3 separate regions of the Mus musculus genome follow, and regions 1 and 3 are each linked to region 2. The links are chromatin contacts, called in public promoter capture Hi-C maps. All regions are on one chromosome and are shown on one strand. The core of a region is the stretch at or near the end of the contact, and the rest is flanking DNA. Distances in the headings are between cores, read along the strand shown. Region 1 holds the start of Cd300e (CD300E molecule). Region 2 holds the start of Kif19a (kinesin family member 19A). Region 3 holds the start of Cd300lf (CD300 molecule like family member F).

The links. Promoter capture Hi-C pulls out the DNA fragments that hold promoters and counts their contacts. Capture Hi-C pulls out chosen DNA fragments and counts their contacts.
Region 1: a contact with region 2 is called in a promoter capture Hi-C map of the HPC-7 cell line. The contact joins the promoter of Cd300e here to the promoter of Kif19a in region 2. A contact is called at or near these places in 13 of 39 promoter capture datasets (the 3T3-L1 cell line, the C10 cell line, the HPC-7 cell line and 8 more), 1 of 484 Hi-C or Micro-C datasets (bone marrow-derived macrophages), 4 of 115 datasets of contacts at active chromatin or transcription factors (embryonic stem cells, extraembryonic endoderm stem cells, pancreatic cancer cells and 1 more) and 3 of 9 other capture datasets (adipose tissue, embryonic stem cells and liver).
Region 3: a contact with region 2 is called in a promoter capture Hi-C map of adipose tissue. The contact joins the promoter of Cd300lf here to the promoter of Kif19a in region 2. A contact is called at or near these places in 4 of 39 promoter capture datasets (the 3T3-L1 cell line, 3T3-L1-derived adipocytes and embryonic stem cells), 1 of 484 Hi-C or Micro-C datasets (embryonic stem cells) and 2 of 9 other capture datasets (adipose tissue and pancreatic islet).

What each region holds. Positions count from the first base shown.
Region 1 is chr11:115,058,503-115,063,359 of GRCm38.p6, reverse strand. It overlaps Cd300e (CD300E molecule), which reads left to right and starts at 1,321. Exons shown (of 4, transcript NM_172050.3): 1 at 1,321-1,375. The coding sequence starts at 1,336.
Region 2 is chr11:114,764,124-114,769,096 of GRCm38.p6, reverse strand. Kif19a (kinesin family member 19A) reads right to left here and starts at 3,708. Exons shown (of 20, transcript NM_001102615.1): 1 at 3,545-3,708; 2 at 1,861-1,941. The coding sequence starts at 3,583.
Region 3 is chr11:115,130,708-115,135,604 of GRCm38.p6, reverse strand. It overlaps Cd300lf (CD300 molecule like family member F), which reads left to right and starts at 1,613. Exons shown (of 7, transcript NM_001169153.1): 1 at 1,613-1,766. The coding sequence starts at 1,724. It also overlaps a transcript of Rab37 not described here.

The DNA of each region.
Region 1 (4,857 bases), core at 72-2,571, 300 kb before region 2:
CAACTTGCTATAGGTATGGAATGTAGCCTGTACTAAAGATTTCTATCTCAGTGAGATTCCCAGGCTCTTTCTGTGACCAGTTGAGCCACTGGCTCTGTCTTATTGTAATGCTTAATTAGTTACTGAATAGGTTAAACTTCCTTGCTGCTTTCTGGGATGTTGGAACACTGGGTTTAGCTATGTCAGAATTCAATCTTAAAAGGCACTTATAATAGGGTAATACTAACAGAGAGCACGTGGATCCATACACTAGACTAACGCGGGAATGGAATATTAATGTATTCTTGCGTGCACCCAACTGGCCACGAAGAACAACGCTGCCACAGGATCCTTCTGCACACGTTTATTCAGTCCCGTTTCTTCTTGTTTATATCTCCCTTTGTTTATATCTCCCTTGTTTATATCTCCCTTGTTTATATCTCCCTTGTTTATATCTCCCTTGTTTATATCTCCCTTGTTTATATCTCCCTTGAACTCTGGGTCTCTCACTCTTTTATACTCTCAGTTCCCATCCACGCACAGCAGGCCACGCCACCTCACCAGGCACGCAGCTTCAGCTAATCAGGGCAGCAGGGGCATATCTCCATCAAAATGGATTCACCAGTATCCTGGTACACCTGCGCAGCTCTCAAGATGTTTGTGGCTTATATGAGGAAGTCAGGTGCAAGTCATACGACTTAGCTGCAGTCCCTGGCGCCTTTGGGACTGCCGCCACACCCGCTCCTCACAATGTATGGGTTAGAGAGGTTAGAGAGAACGCCAGACTCCAGGAGGAGAGCTTCCTTGAAACTCTTTTTTCCTCATGAGCAGCTTTTAGGCATCCCTGCCTGACAGGCTGACTCCACCGGAGTGCCGTGGCAGAGTCCTGAGATCAACTGGGCAGAAACAATGGTTGAGAAAGACAAAGAGGACCCCCTCATCTCTGCTCTTTGAATGGGGGGCACTTATGATCCCAAAGTCAGTAGCCATAGCAGAGGGAAGCAGTGGGGATCAGGCAGGTGTACTAGACAGGAAAGGGAGCTGGAGAAACAAGGGCTGAAGCTATTGCACACAGCAACTGGCTTTCCTGAAGCGTCAGGCTGTGACAAACGTGCTTTTATTGAGTGCAGGCCCGTGCAATGGATCTGCTCCGTTCATTCTCTGAAGCGATTCTCACTCATCTTCCTTTTTTTTTTGTTAAAGTAGGAAGTAGCTCAGAGTGCAAAGGAAGCAGATAAGAAAAAACACATGGAGAGAACTTGAACAAGAAGGTGGTTGCCTGGGCTCTGTTACACACATCTGGATTCCAGCAGCGACCTGGAGTTTTCTGGAGACAGCACCCAGTGAGGCAGGAGGATGAGGCTATGTGCAGGTCTGCTCCTTCTCTGCTTCCAAGGTGAGTAGGGAGGTGGATCTGTAAACCTAATTTTGCAGGGGGGAGGGGGGTAGAGTCGGAGTCCTGGGTTCAAGCCAGAATCCAGATGTCAGAAGTGGGGGTGGGGCCTAGGGGCAGGGGGAACATACATGCATTCACCCATCTCTTTATCTATCAGTGTAGTCCAGCATCCATCTATGGGTCCTACAAACCATTACTAAGCACCAACTGCAACCCTGGACTGTTCTAAATGTTGTAACTATAAAGTAACTTCCCCCAGTCAAGGGGAATCCTATTTGAATGAGGGAGTCAAATGATTATGCTACAGGATAAGTCTTGTTACAATACAGACCGATCCTGTAGATATCAACTACAGCAGGGGCTCCTCGCTCTGCCCTCAGAGGGATGGAGGCTTCATCGAGTCTTCACAGAAGTCAGTCTTGAAGGATGGACCAGCCAGTGGAGCAGAAAAGCAATGATTTATGCTAAAGTGTAGATAGAGATCTTAAAGACCGTGGAGCGTGCAGAAGTCAGCAGTGACCTTGTTTTTGCTGAAGTTTAAAGAGGTTAGAAGTGTTTGTAAGGAATAAAGAGTAGCCAGTTGTGACAGTGGGTGCCTGTAACCACAGCATGCAGGAGGCTGAGGCAGGAGGTTGTAGGCTTGCCTCAGCTACATAGTGAGATCTTGCCAAAAAAAAAATCTGTAAAAGATACTTCGGCCAAGTATGGTCGTGCATGACTTTAATCCCAGTACTTGGGAGATAGATGCAGGTGGATCTCTGTGAGTTCGAGGCCAGCCTGGTCTATATAATGAGACCCCTGTCTCAAAAAAAAAAAAAAAAAAGGGAGAACACATTTTCTTTCCAGGAACTGTTTAGGATGAAAATTCGAGGGTATTTCTTTGCAGGTGACTTTTTATGTTTTTGTTGTTGTTGTTGTTGCTGTTGCTGTTGCTGTTGCTGTTGCTGTTGCTGTTGCTGCTGGACCCTCATAGAACATAAAAGCTACCCCATGTCTACCTGCATTTTTTTCTTCAGTGGTGGTTAGGGCTTAAAGGAAGAGGCCAGCTGAGTGACTCTGTCCACACGTAGTTTTCTTTTTCCTTTTTATGATGTAAGCGTGTGGTATGTGTGGTGGTGGGTGGTGATGTGAGGTCAGAGGCCAGTTTTGTAGAGTCAGCTCTCTTCTTCCACCTTTAGGGTGAGTCTAGGGACCTAACTATGACAACCGGGTTTGCGCAGCAAGCGCCCACTGAGCCATCTTGATGGCCCCCAAACAGCTTTCTTCTGAGTGAAGTGAGAGGAGCCTGGAGCATCTCCCAGCAGCCCCCTCAGCGCCTTCATGATCTAGGTCATCATAGGAAGCTGAAGGGCTCTCAGCAAAATAGCTAAATAGTTCCAAGCCAGCTTTGGCTACATGAGAGCCTGGCTCAAAACAACAAACAAACAAAAACAAGATAAAATCTAGATCTTTAGGCATTCATTGTATTATACTTAGAGGCTTGAGTTGCCTTGACTAAAGGTGATGATGAGGATGATGACGACGACGATGACCATGATGATGATGTAGTGATGGTGAAGACGATGGTGGTAGTAGCGATGGTAATGATGTTAGCGGTAAAGATGGTGAAGATGATGATGTGATGATTACAATGATGATGATAGAATCTTCAGGCAGTCTGGAGAGTAGGGTTAAAATGCTGTAATGACTGACATAGGTTCCAGACACAATGATGGTTGGACCTGCCTTGTCCCAGTTCACGGGAGTTGTCTATGGGCTTTTCCTCTTCTCTACAGTAAATGAGAGCTTCAGATCAGATATGATGAGAATATTGACACCCCAGTAATCAGCAAACACCATGAAGCAGGACCACTCCCAGCATACAACTACTTCTTCAAATCAGCTTGCTTACATCTGACTAAATTGCCCAAGTGCTGTAGTTCAGTGCAGTTCAGTGCAGTGAAACTCTAGAGGAAGACCTCTCTTTACACATCCTTCCGGAGTGGGCCTCCCCATCTTGACCTGTTCATCTTTATGCTAAGGACAGAGTGCTTGTGCCCCGATTTAAACTGTGATGTAATTTGTACTGACATACAGTGCACTTCTCCTTCTGTATCTCAGCCCTCTCTTCTTTCATAACATCCCCTCTGCCCACTGCATCTACCTAAGGTTCTAAACACAGTTTGGGAAAAGGCAGTCATCTTGTATTTATAGAGGAGACCCACAGTGGGTTCTATAGTGAGCTTGAGAGGGAGGAACGAGGAAGGGATAGGTGAGAAGGCAGAAGGGACAATCACAGAGCAAGCGAGGGAAAGGCAAAGGGAAGGAACTGCTTTCTGATATTAAATGAACAGAAATAGCCAGGCAGGGTGGCACACATAACTCCTAGCACTCAAAGGACTGAGGTAAGAGGACTGTGAGGTCAGCTTTGGCTTACCAGGGGGATCTTGTCTAAAGAAAAAGAAAAAGAAAAAGAAAAAGAAGGAGGAGGGGGAGGAGGAGGAGGAGGAGGAGGAGGAGGAGGAGGAGGAGGAGGAGGAGAAAAAAAAAAACAACAAACAAAATAAAATGAACAAAACTTGGGCCAGAGAGCTGGCTCGTGGGTGAAGTGCTTGCCGCTCAATCTTGGCAAGCTGAACCTCATCCCTAGAACCCACAACGTGAATGGAGAGAGCTGACTCCCTAAAGTTGTGCTCCAATCTCTACAAACACCATGCCCACCACCATCCAATAAACAAGAAACTTCAATGAGAAACTAGAATTTCTATTCATTACGAATTTTACAGCCCACACGGTTCATGCTTGTAAAGGGTCATTAGAATTTTATTTCATTGAAATGATGATTGCACACACTCATGAGGTACACTACGTTATTTTTGGTGGATATACACAACTTGCAGTGGTCAAATTAGTCCTGACATTCATTAAAACATGAGAGAATCTGAGGACGTTATATTGAATAAAATAACCTGCTGGGTGTGGTGTCTCACGCTGGTAACTTCATCCAGCTCCCACGAGACCAGACGGCCAGGGAAGAAGCTGTGGAGTTCAAGGCTGATTTGGCTACATTGTGAAACCTTGTCTCAAAACCAAAACCACAATAGGCATTTGTGTCATGGGTCTGGTGCTATGTAGGGAGAGGCAGGTTCCCTCCTGCAAATTCTGGAAGGTTCTTAGGTTTGATTAAATCAATGTCCACCACTGGCTTCAGGGTCCCCACTAGCTGCACAGAGGAGCTGAGGACACCACCATCTCTGGTTTCCTGGTAGTGGGGAGCCTGGAGAGGGAAGTAAATCCCAGTCTGGAGGCATGAATATTGTACAAAGTCTGGAATTGGAACTTGGGTGGAATTGTTAGACAGTCTGGTTCCACAGACTTCTGTAGTCAGTACTGCCCTGCCCTTAGCTGATTTGCTCTCTCACTCCCCATGAGGTGCACAGAGGGCTTGCTTCTACACTCTCCTGCAGAAGTCCCCCCTCCTTCTAGGATCTCTCTCTCCCACA
Region 2 (4,973 bases), core at 2,459-4,958:
ATCCCAGAGCCCATCCCACAGCACAGCCAGCGAGCCCCCATGCTCAGAGTAGCCAGCCACACAGCTCCGAAGCACAGGGAGGGGCACTGTCAGGCTGTCACACCAATATGCTCCTGTCCCCACCACTGTGCCCAGAACCACTCTGGTACCTCCGTCTTGAAGTACCTACTCAAGCAACTCCCAATCAAGCATTGTGGCCATGTTGGCAAAGAGTTTGGTTTGGGTCCTACCTGTATCACCTCATCTCACACCTCTTCCCTCTCTCCTTGAGCCACGCTAGCTTTTTCTTAGTGATATAGTTGCACTGTGGCCCCATCTCAAGGGCTTTGCACACAGCAAGTCCTTCTGGTTGCAATTTTCCCTCTTGGGTACCCTGCTAAAGATCTCTTATCATCGTCACCATCACCATCACCATCATCGGCAGGGTTTCTCTGTATTGCCTTGGCTATCCTGGATCTCACTCCACAGACCAGGCTGGTCTTAGACTCAAAGATCTACCTGCCTCTGCTTCCAGAGTCCAGTGCACCACCACCACCACCTGGCGAGAGCTTATCTTTATAATCCACCCCAGTGCCAGTTAAGACAGGGTCTCAATTTGCAGCCCGGGATAGCATGGGATTCCTGATCCTCCAGCCGCAGTCTCATGAGTACTGGATTACAGACGTGTGCTATCATATCCAGGTTCACCACTCTCTCTCTCATTTCTCCCCTTTTGTTCTTGTGTGTTTGTATGTTTGTTGGCATTTGTATGTGTACATGTGGAACCCTAACATTGATGCCAAAAATCATCCTGAGTTGCTCTGCAACCTTTGTGATCACTCTATCACCCCGCGAGTTGAGGCAGGGTCTCTCAATCAAACTCAGAGCTCATAGATATGACTACTCTTGTCAGCTAGCTCAGTCTGGGAGTTCCCAGTCTCTGCCTTCCAAGGCTGGAGTTACAGGTAGGCCAATACACTCACAAACATTTTATAGCATTATGGGGGTTCCAGAGATCACACCCCAGGCCTCATGCCCATGAGGCAAATGTTTTAGCCACTGAGATATCTCTGTCACCATCTCTTAAGGGAGCCTAGGCTCAAGACCCTTATTTACTCTCTGAACAACAGACTCTGTTTTTCTAGTCCTTCTAGGCTGCACATTCTTTTTTTTTTTTTTAAAGATTTATTTATTTATTACATGTAAGTACACTGTAGCTGTCTTCAGACACACCAGAAGAGGGCGTCAGATCTCGTTACAGATGGTTGTGAGCCACCATGTGGTTGCTGGGATTTGAACTTCAGACCTTCGGAAGAGCAGTCGGGTGCTCTTACCCACTGAGCCATCTCACCAGCCCGGAGCTGCACATTCTTATATCTGTTTTAATTCTTTGATCAATGCCTTCTTCTCTCCCCACAGTAAACTCCAGCAACAGAGGGAGCATGGGGCTTTTCATGTTGGAGTGTTTTTTCTAATTTTTAGCACAGCTTCCAGCATGTTCTAGGTTCGTTATGAATAATTATTATCTCAGATGCCCTCTCTCACCATGCTGATGTGAAGACCAAGAGAGTAGACAGTGAAGAGCTCTGCCAAACTTGCCTGCTCTAGTGGTGGGTTTCTGCTAGACCAGCTAAATATGTGCTCTGTGGATAGCTGGCTGTCATATGGGGATGTTGACAGCATGTGGATCAAAATGTATCTTATGGTCTGGGCTCACCCAGGCTCCAAAAGCTCATAGCTTTTCCTGGTCTGCTCTAGGAAGTCTTCCTGAGAGAAGAAAGCCTCTTTCTTGGTGATGCTGTGGAGAGCCCGCCCAGGTGTGTATGCAGAGCAAGGTGAGCCAGCCTCCACCCTGCAGCTCCTGGTTGCAGCCCCAAGTACCTGCTCGTCCATCTTGTGAGCGATGAGGGTAGCTCCCTCCTCCAGCTCAGCCACGCTGATGGGCCGGACCCTAAGTGCCACCTGGGAGGAAGACCAGAACCCTGGGTTAAGAGGACCATACGTAGCCATGGAGGGAGGGATGACAAGGTCTTTGAATTCCTTTCCCAACAGGGTTGTGTTCTCCAGCATCCAACCATCTGCATCTCCTTGGTCCTGAAGAACATTGTGGGTCTAGGGCATTGCCTGAGCCAGAGGGCAGCTGGTCCACAGGGTGTCTGGATGAGTCTGAGTGTCTCTTTTCAAAAGTCTGTATACCTCAGGGGGAGCCCCCAGGGGATGAACTGTCTACACAGGCTGCTTCAGTCACATGCCCAAATTAAACACTTGCCACTCCCTTGGGCTGAAATCCGGAGCCTTGGGGACCAGAGCCACGTGTCTGTATCTGAGAGTGAGGTACTGTTGGGAAGGGGGGGGGGGGTTGTGGACAGAATGGTGTAGAAATGAGGATAGGATGAGAATCTTCCCCTTTGTCCTTCCAGCAACTTGTGGCTGCATCCTAACACTCCCAGGAAGTGTTACCAAGGGCTTCTCTGTTCTCTATTTCCTGGCCACTTAGAGATAGATATGTCTCCCTCCAAAATAAAACCAGAGTCAGGGATTGGGGAGAATTTCTTCTGCTGAGCAAAAGGAGGTGCCTGGATACTGAGTGGACCTCAAGGACCCTCAGTTCCTTTCATCCACACAGACTGTCCTATTGCCTTTATCAGCCTCCTCCCTGGATACGCCTCCTTGGTGAAAGGAGGGTCTTTGTCCCTGCCCTAATGACAATGAATATTCTTGGAGCAAACTCTTTCAAAGAGGCCATTCTCACTGTCAGAGAGGGTGCCACCGAGTCTGGAACTGGCTCCTAGGGCTGAATCCAAGCTTCCCTGTGCAGAAACAGGTTCTCGGGCATTTCGGTAGTGATGCTCTGCCTGCTGGGGCAGAAGGACCATTTCCACAGATCATAGGTTAAGGCTAGGGACTGGGAAGAAGGCTGTGAAAGAGAGAGGAGAGATCTCCACCTATCCTACAACCTGAGTAGCACCAAGGCTTCTCTTTGTGGCTCCAGCTTCCACCACGGATAGTCAAGAATCTCTCTTTGGTCTCTACCTACCCTTACTCCTTCCCATGTGGCTATTCTTCCCAGGCCAGTAGACCCTGGGACTATCCAGGTGGCTTCTAGCATTTCTCTGAAGTATCTGGAGTCCTGATTTGGACAGAGCCTGAGGCACAGCCCATAACTAACTGCTCCTCAGACTTGGTGCTGGCTCCCCCTATTTCGGGGGCTTTTGTCTTTCTATCTGTGGCTCCATCTTCCTTTAAAGCAAGACCTGGCTGGGTTTAAGCCCTCTGATTCGCTAGAGAATCCCAGCTTCCTTCTCAGGCAATAGTTGAGACCTCTCTTGGGTCTTGACCTCTGAGTCTTGGCCCAAAGAAGGCTGAACTTGGGCAGGGGAAGTGGGGTGCTAACTTCCTAACCCCAGGAAGTGCCACCATCCCTTCTGGCCACTGAGAACTTGGGTAGTTGTTCTGCACAGTCCCAGACTCCCATCTCTTGCTCTCAGTGGTCACTATGTTTGAGGCTGTCAAGTCTCAGGTTTGGTGGAGGGGAACCAAGCAGGAGCTTGATAAGGGGTCTCACCATGAGTTGCTGGTCCTTTGAGTCACCGCTGTCCTTCATGATTGCGGTAGGTAAAGAGCCTCAGGCCGCGACAGCTGGCATGGCTGAGACGCACCTCCACTATGGTCACCTCCTCGGATCGCTCTTCCGCCTCCGCTGCTGCCTGACAACCCGAAACCAACAACGCGCCTGCCGCCCGAGCGCTGACCAGGAGGCGGGGCCAGGAGGGCCTGGCCGGCTCCGCCCCGCCCCCTGTGCTGCCCCGCCCCCTATGCTCGCTCCGCCTTCTGCGCTCTGCCCCCTGAACTTTGGTGAGCAGGACGCCTCCACGCAGGACACCCCCGGCCCCCTTGCGCTTCTGTTGCAGCTATTGCTGCTTGTCCCGAGGTTTTCTGTCAGTACGAGTGGTCACCGGTCTGAGCGTCTCGACCTCCTCCCGGCCTAGCGGCGTCCGTTTGGTGGCCCCTCCGCACACACCCGTGCCCAGGCTCGAGGCTCCTGGCTGTGTCTTCTGCGCTCCCGACACCGGCCTGGCACGCGACTAGCTGGGCAGAAGCAACCTTGCCTGTGGCTACGATCTTCTGCTGCTCGCTTGACTGTTACTGGGCGTCTCCAGGGCGCGCCTAGCAGCCTCAAGTTTCCAGGAGTAATGCTGGCTTCGCAGCGGTGGAGGCCAGTGCCTAGGGTGTGGGTAGCTGCACCCATTGTCCAGAGGAAGAGAGGATGAGGGAGTGAGAAGGTGGGTGAAAAGCTGGCCTGCACCCTTTTGGCACCTGGCTAAGTAAAGTGTATAGACACACTAGCAAACCAAGCCTGAAGTCAGAATGAATGGATTTGGCCTGCCTGCCAGAGTAGCACCACCCAGGAGAGTCCACCTGTCCCCTCAGGTTGCATTTGGCCTAGGTTAGCTATGGATGTGGCTCGACACAAAATCATAAGCTTACTTAAAATAATCCGAGGGTCCGCCAGATGGCTTGCCCTGTCAGGGAGCTTGCAAGCTCACTACCTGAGTTCAGTTCCTGAGACCCACATGTGTAAAAGGCCAGACCTGACACCCAAATGTTGTCCTCTGATCACCACATGGACTCCCTAGTACATGTGCATAATATATAAATGTAAATTTTTTAAAGTATGAATGGGGGCGGCAATGCTGGAGAGACAGTTCATGAGGTACTCTCTCTCTCTCTCTCTCTCTCTCTCTCACACACACACACACACATCATTAAAAATAACTCTTTTATGACAAGTTTCTTGAATTTTTTTTTAAGACAGTTTTTTCTCTGTGTAGCCCTGGCTGTTCTGAAAGACCATCCTGGCTTCCAACTCACAAGATCCCCCTGACTCTGTCTCCCAAGTGCTGGGATTAAAGGCCTGTGCTACCGTCCCCTGGCTTTTTTGTTTGTTTGTTTTTTCTGGGTTGGGGGAGTTTCTTGAAAATTAAACAAACAAA
Region 3 (4,897 bases), core at 364-2,863, 370 kb before region 2:
GGGTGGCCCTCCATCTTGGATGGGCCAGTTTGAGAGGACCAGGATCAGAGGAGCTGGCCATAGGCTCCTGTCAGACAGCTGTGCTCTTTTCTTTTTTTTTCTTTTTCTTTATCTTTTTCTTTTTTCTTTTTCCTACCTCTGCTCAAGAAAGGAAAAGTCGGTCCTAGACCTTCCATGAACATGGCCCCTTGGTTTTCAGGGTTCCCTCAGCCTGTTGACCACTTCTCTGAAAGGCACTCTACATGTGCGGAGGAGGAGGAAGAGGAACCCTGGGAAGAAACCTGTTTGATTAACAGTGGTGAGTGAAAACCCTTGTTGGCCTTCCTTTATGGTCTAGAAGTATGTAAAGAAGGTGGCCATCCCTGGCCACATCCTGGAAAAGCTGTGGCTTATCAGCAGCTGGTGTTTTCTTGTGGACATAGCCCTCCAACGTGCCTCCTTGCATATGGTTAGTCTAGCCAGGACTTGAGGACGCCACCAATTAAAGGTGTCACAGGGTGTCTATAGCTCCTACCCAAAGTGACCCTATTTTAAGGACTTCCTGAAAATGGGTGTGAGTGAGATGGAAGCCACAGTGTCAGGATGAGGAGTGACCATAAAGGCTGGCCTTCCTTCTTTTCTTATTTGGACAAATGGTTACTGCAGGGAGGGTGTGGGAACGGGGGTAGAAGTCATGAATAGCAAGCTGGTTTTCTGCAGAGGGCAGTGGGGAGGTAGTCCTGGGATATTCACTAAATTTCTGGGGAATACAGGTTAAGTCTATATCTATTACCTATTAGTCTGGGGCAGATCAATAAGAGGCAGTGGTGGAGCATGCCTTTAATCCCAGCACTTGGGAGGCAGAGGCAGGTGGATTTCTGAGTTCGAGGACAGCCTGGTCTACAGTGTGAGCTCCAGGACAGCCAGGGCTACACAGAGAAGCCCTGTCTTGAAAAAACAAACAAACAAACAAACAAACAAAACAACAACAAAAAAAGAGTGCCATCAAAGCAGAGCCTTCTGGGTAATGTTAATTCCTGTTCATTTATCCTGATTATATCTGAGCCCCTCTCCTGGTAAGTTTGTAATGAGTGGGAGTGCTGAGGCTCAGACTCAAGACCTTGCATATGTTAGGCAAGAGCTCTGCCACTGAGCAATACTTCCTCCCCTCCTCTTAGACAGGTGTGGCTATGTAGCCCAGGCTAGCCTTGACCTTACCACATAGCTCAGTTTCAAGTCAAACTTTTAATTCCCCTGTTTCTACCTCTTAAATTCTTGGATTACAGCTGTGCTTGGCACCCATGATGAGGCTGGCTTTTGACACCCCTTCAGCTCCCTCGGCTCCCTCCATTCCAGTCTCTGTTCTAGAGACTCTCTTCTGGCACCCTTCAACCTATTGAAGCGCTGGCCTTCTGGGCTCCAGCAACTCTTGCTCTAGCTGATGGAATCCAGAAGCACCGAGCCTGCACATTCAAAGCAGGAGCCCCTGTTCTCTTTCCAGAAGTCAGTCTGGAGCTGAGGACATGATGTTTCTCAAAGTCCTTTTCACAAGTCTGACTTCTTGCGTTACACTTCTCTCACCCTACCTCCTTCCTCTTTTGGTGCTTTATATGCCAGCGGGAAGTGGCTAAAGGAGGAAGTGCCGAGTGAGAGTGAGGGAAACCACAGGACCAGGAGACGCAGGAGTGGAGCATGTAGCCTGTTCTCGCTGGCAGGCTCCACCAAGGTGACCCGGTGTGAGAAGATGCATTTGTCATTGCTGGTCCCCTTTCTCTTCTGGATCACAGGTGAGCGAGCTCAGGCAACCAGAGGAAGTGGCCACCCAGCAAGGGGTCATCTGTCCACCACCCCATTGTTGTGGCGCTTTTGTGGCAGAAATATTGAGTTCTTAAGCCCCGACCTAGGCACAATTCTAGACTACTGAGGGACTGGTCGTATTTAAGACAGACACACTGATGGGCCCCGCTGGTCTTTGAAAGACAGGAGAGCCCTGGTTGCTCAGGAGAATGTCTGATGAGGCTGGATTGTCAATGTGTGATTGTGTTACAGCAAGGGAGGGAAGGCTTTGGGGGGAAGAAATGATTGTGGGAACAGGTTGCTGAAGGGATAAAAAAAAAGTCTGCTATTCACAACTGATGAAAAGGTGATTTGTGGCAACTGGGAGAGAAGGTGCTGTCAGAAATGGCTGAGGACTGAAAGGTGAAGAGGGGGCAGGAGACAAGGCCACAGATAGAGGGCTGACAGCACTTTCTTGTGTTTTGAGATGGGGGAGGTGCTCCATATGTAGCCAAGGCTGGCCCTCTAACTAGTGATCCTTCTACCTCTGCGTCTACCTCCAAAAATATTCACAGCCAGGCAGTGGTGGCGCATGCCTTTAATCCCAGCACTCGGGAGGCAGAGGCAGGCAGATTTCTGAGTTCGAGGCCAGCCTGGTCTACAAAGTGAGTTCCAGGACAGCCAGGGCTATACAGAGAAACCCTGTCTCAAAAAACCAAAAAAAAAAAAAAAAATCACAACACGATTCATAACAGTAGCAAAATTACAATTACAAAGTAGCAACAAAAATAATTTTATGGCTGGGGGTCACCACAACATGAGGAACTGTGTTAAAGGGTCAAAGCACTAGGAAGGCTGAGAATCACTGCTCTAGTTAGTGCATGTTGAGTTAGACCACCGAAGGGGTTTTTCTGGTGCTGGGACTATAGGCCTGTGCCATGACACTTGAATTAATGTAGCTGTAAGCGAATGGATACAGTTTTGATTTCAAAGAAAGAGAATTTACTCTTGAACACAATGATGCACACCTTTAATCTCTCTTCATTTGGAAGACAGAGGTAGGTGACTCTCTGTGCATTTAGGGACAACCTAGTCTACATAGCAAGTTCCAGGCTAGTCAGGGTGCAGGGTGGGACTGTCTTCAAATAAATTGCACCAAATCATGAGTCCTTTGTGTCATTTTTCTCCTGTGAGCATTGCATGCACCTAGACAATCGTCTTCTCTCATCTTCTCCCCATTTCTACGGGTCCCCTTCTTCTCCCTAAATACCCTCTTCTACTTCCATGTTTGTTTGTTTGTTTTTTCAAATCTGGAGTTTGCGTAGGAGAGAAAACATGCAATATCTGTCTTTCTGAATCTGGTGTATTCTCTTTAACAAGATGGCCTCCAGTTCAGTGTTTTTTTCCTGCAGGCATCATTGTGTATTTATACGACACCTCCTTTATCCATTCGTCTGTCCATGGACTTTGATTCATGGCTCGGTTATTGCGGCTACTGCTGCAGTATAGATGAGTACTCAGATACTCTCTAGGGCAGTGGTTCCAACGACCCCTGCGGCAAACCTCTATTTCCAAGAATGTTTATGCTGAAATTCATCAAGCTAGCAAAATTACGAGGTAGCAATGAAAATGATTTTATTGTTTGGGGAGAGTCACCATAACATGAGGAACTGTTTTAAAGGGTCGTGATGTTAGGAAGGTTGAAAACTGCTGCTCTAGGGCCTGCTGACTTAGACCGCTGAAGAGGGGTTTCTTGCTTTGTATTCTGGTGGTTTCCACTGTGCTCTTGGGCTTCTCCTCTAGGCTTGAAATATTTTTTAGCAGATGGCTTTCAGTTTCATACCCCTAGAGCAGACGTTTCTCAGGACTCTTATAGCTAAGTGTGTATTCAGCTTTTGTATTTAGACATTGACATTTCAAAGGTGGGGGCTGAAGAGATGGCTCAGCAGTTAAGGAGGCATGCTTTTTTCTTCCCACAGAGGGCCCAGGTTCAACCCCCAGTACCCAGTGTCTCACAACCACCTGTCACCCCAGCTCTGATGTCCTTTTTGGGCTTCATGGGAACCTGTAGTTAGGTTCACATGCCCATAAGCACATACTCATACACATATACACACAAAAAAGAAAAGAAATTTGGGAATAGTAAGACCCCCAACTGAGAGAGAGGGAGGGAGAGAGAGAGAGAGAGAGAGAGAGAGAGAGAGAAGAAGAAGAAGAAGAAGAAGAAGAAGAAGAAGAAGAAGAAGAAGAAGAAGAAGACGAAGAAGACGAAGAAGACGAAGACGAAGACGAAGAAGAAGAAGAAGAAGAAGAAGAAGAAGAAGAAGAAGAAGAAGAAGAAAGGAAGAAGAGAGAGAGGAAGGAAGGAAAGGAGAAAGGAAGGAAGAAAGAAAAAAAAGAGAGAGACTTCACACATGGCCTTATCAAATCTTCCCAGTTCACTCTCGTCCCCATTCCTCTTCATCTTAGTGCTCTGCAACTCCATATTTTCTTACTGCTCAGCCAAAGCTGGGGGGCAACCATCTCCAATGACCTCCTCAGCTTAGAATTAGAACCCTAAGTCCTCACAGAGGGCATACAAGGTACTGGGCACCTGATTCCTTTCTGTGTAGTCTTCCCGGTCCTCTCTTCTCTTGCTTCCTTGCCTGGTTCATCTCCCTCCCCTACCTGGCTTTGAACTCACTGGGTTTGCTTGGCCCCTTCACCCTGAGTGTTCTTGCCTGTGTGGCCCCAGGCTCCTCACACCCCCCAGGTCTTCATTTCATTGATGACCTTAATTCAAACTGTTCCTGCCAGGATCTGGCCAGCTCCACTCAGGAGGCATAGACAAAAGGAGTGGGGGTTCCTGATCATTCCCACCTACAGAGTCCAAGGCATGAGTTCTGTGAGACCCTGCCTCAAAAAGGAAACAAACAGGAAAAACCAAACAAAAGGTTTCCCGTGCTCTGTCTCCTCTTGCCTGTGCCCCACTCCCTCACCTTAGTAGAACAGAAGCTTCTAGAAGGCAGAGAGGTTTGTTTCTATAACCCCAGTGGGTACTAATTAGACAAACGGCAGCTGCTTGAATGAATGTATCCATTAGAGAGAATGTGGCTGTTTCTAACATTACTCTTCCCGTTCCGGCTTTCTAGAACTGAACGAT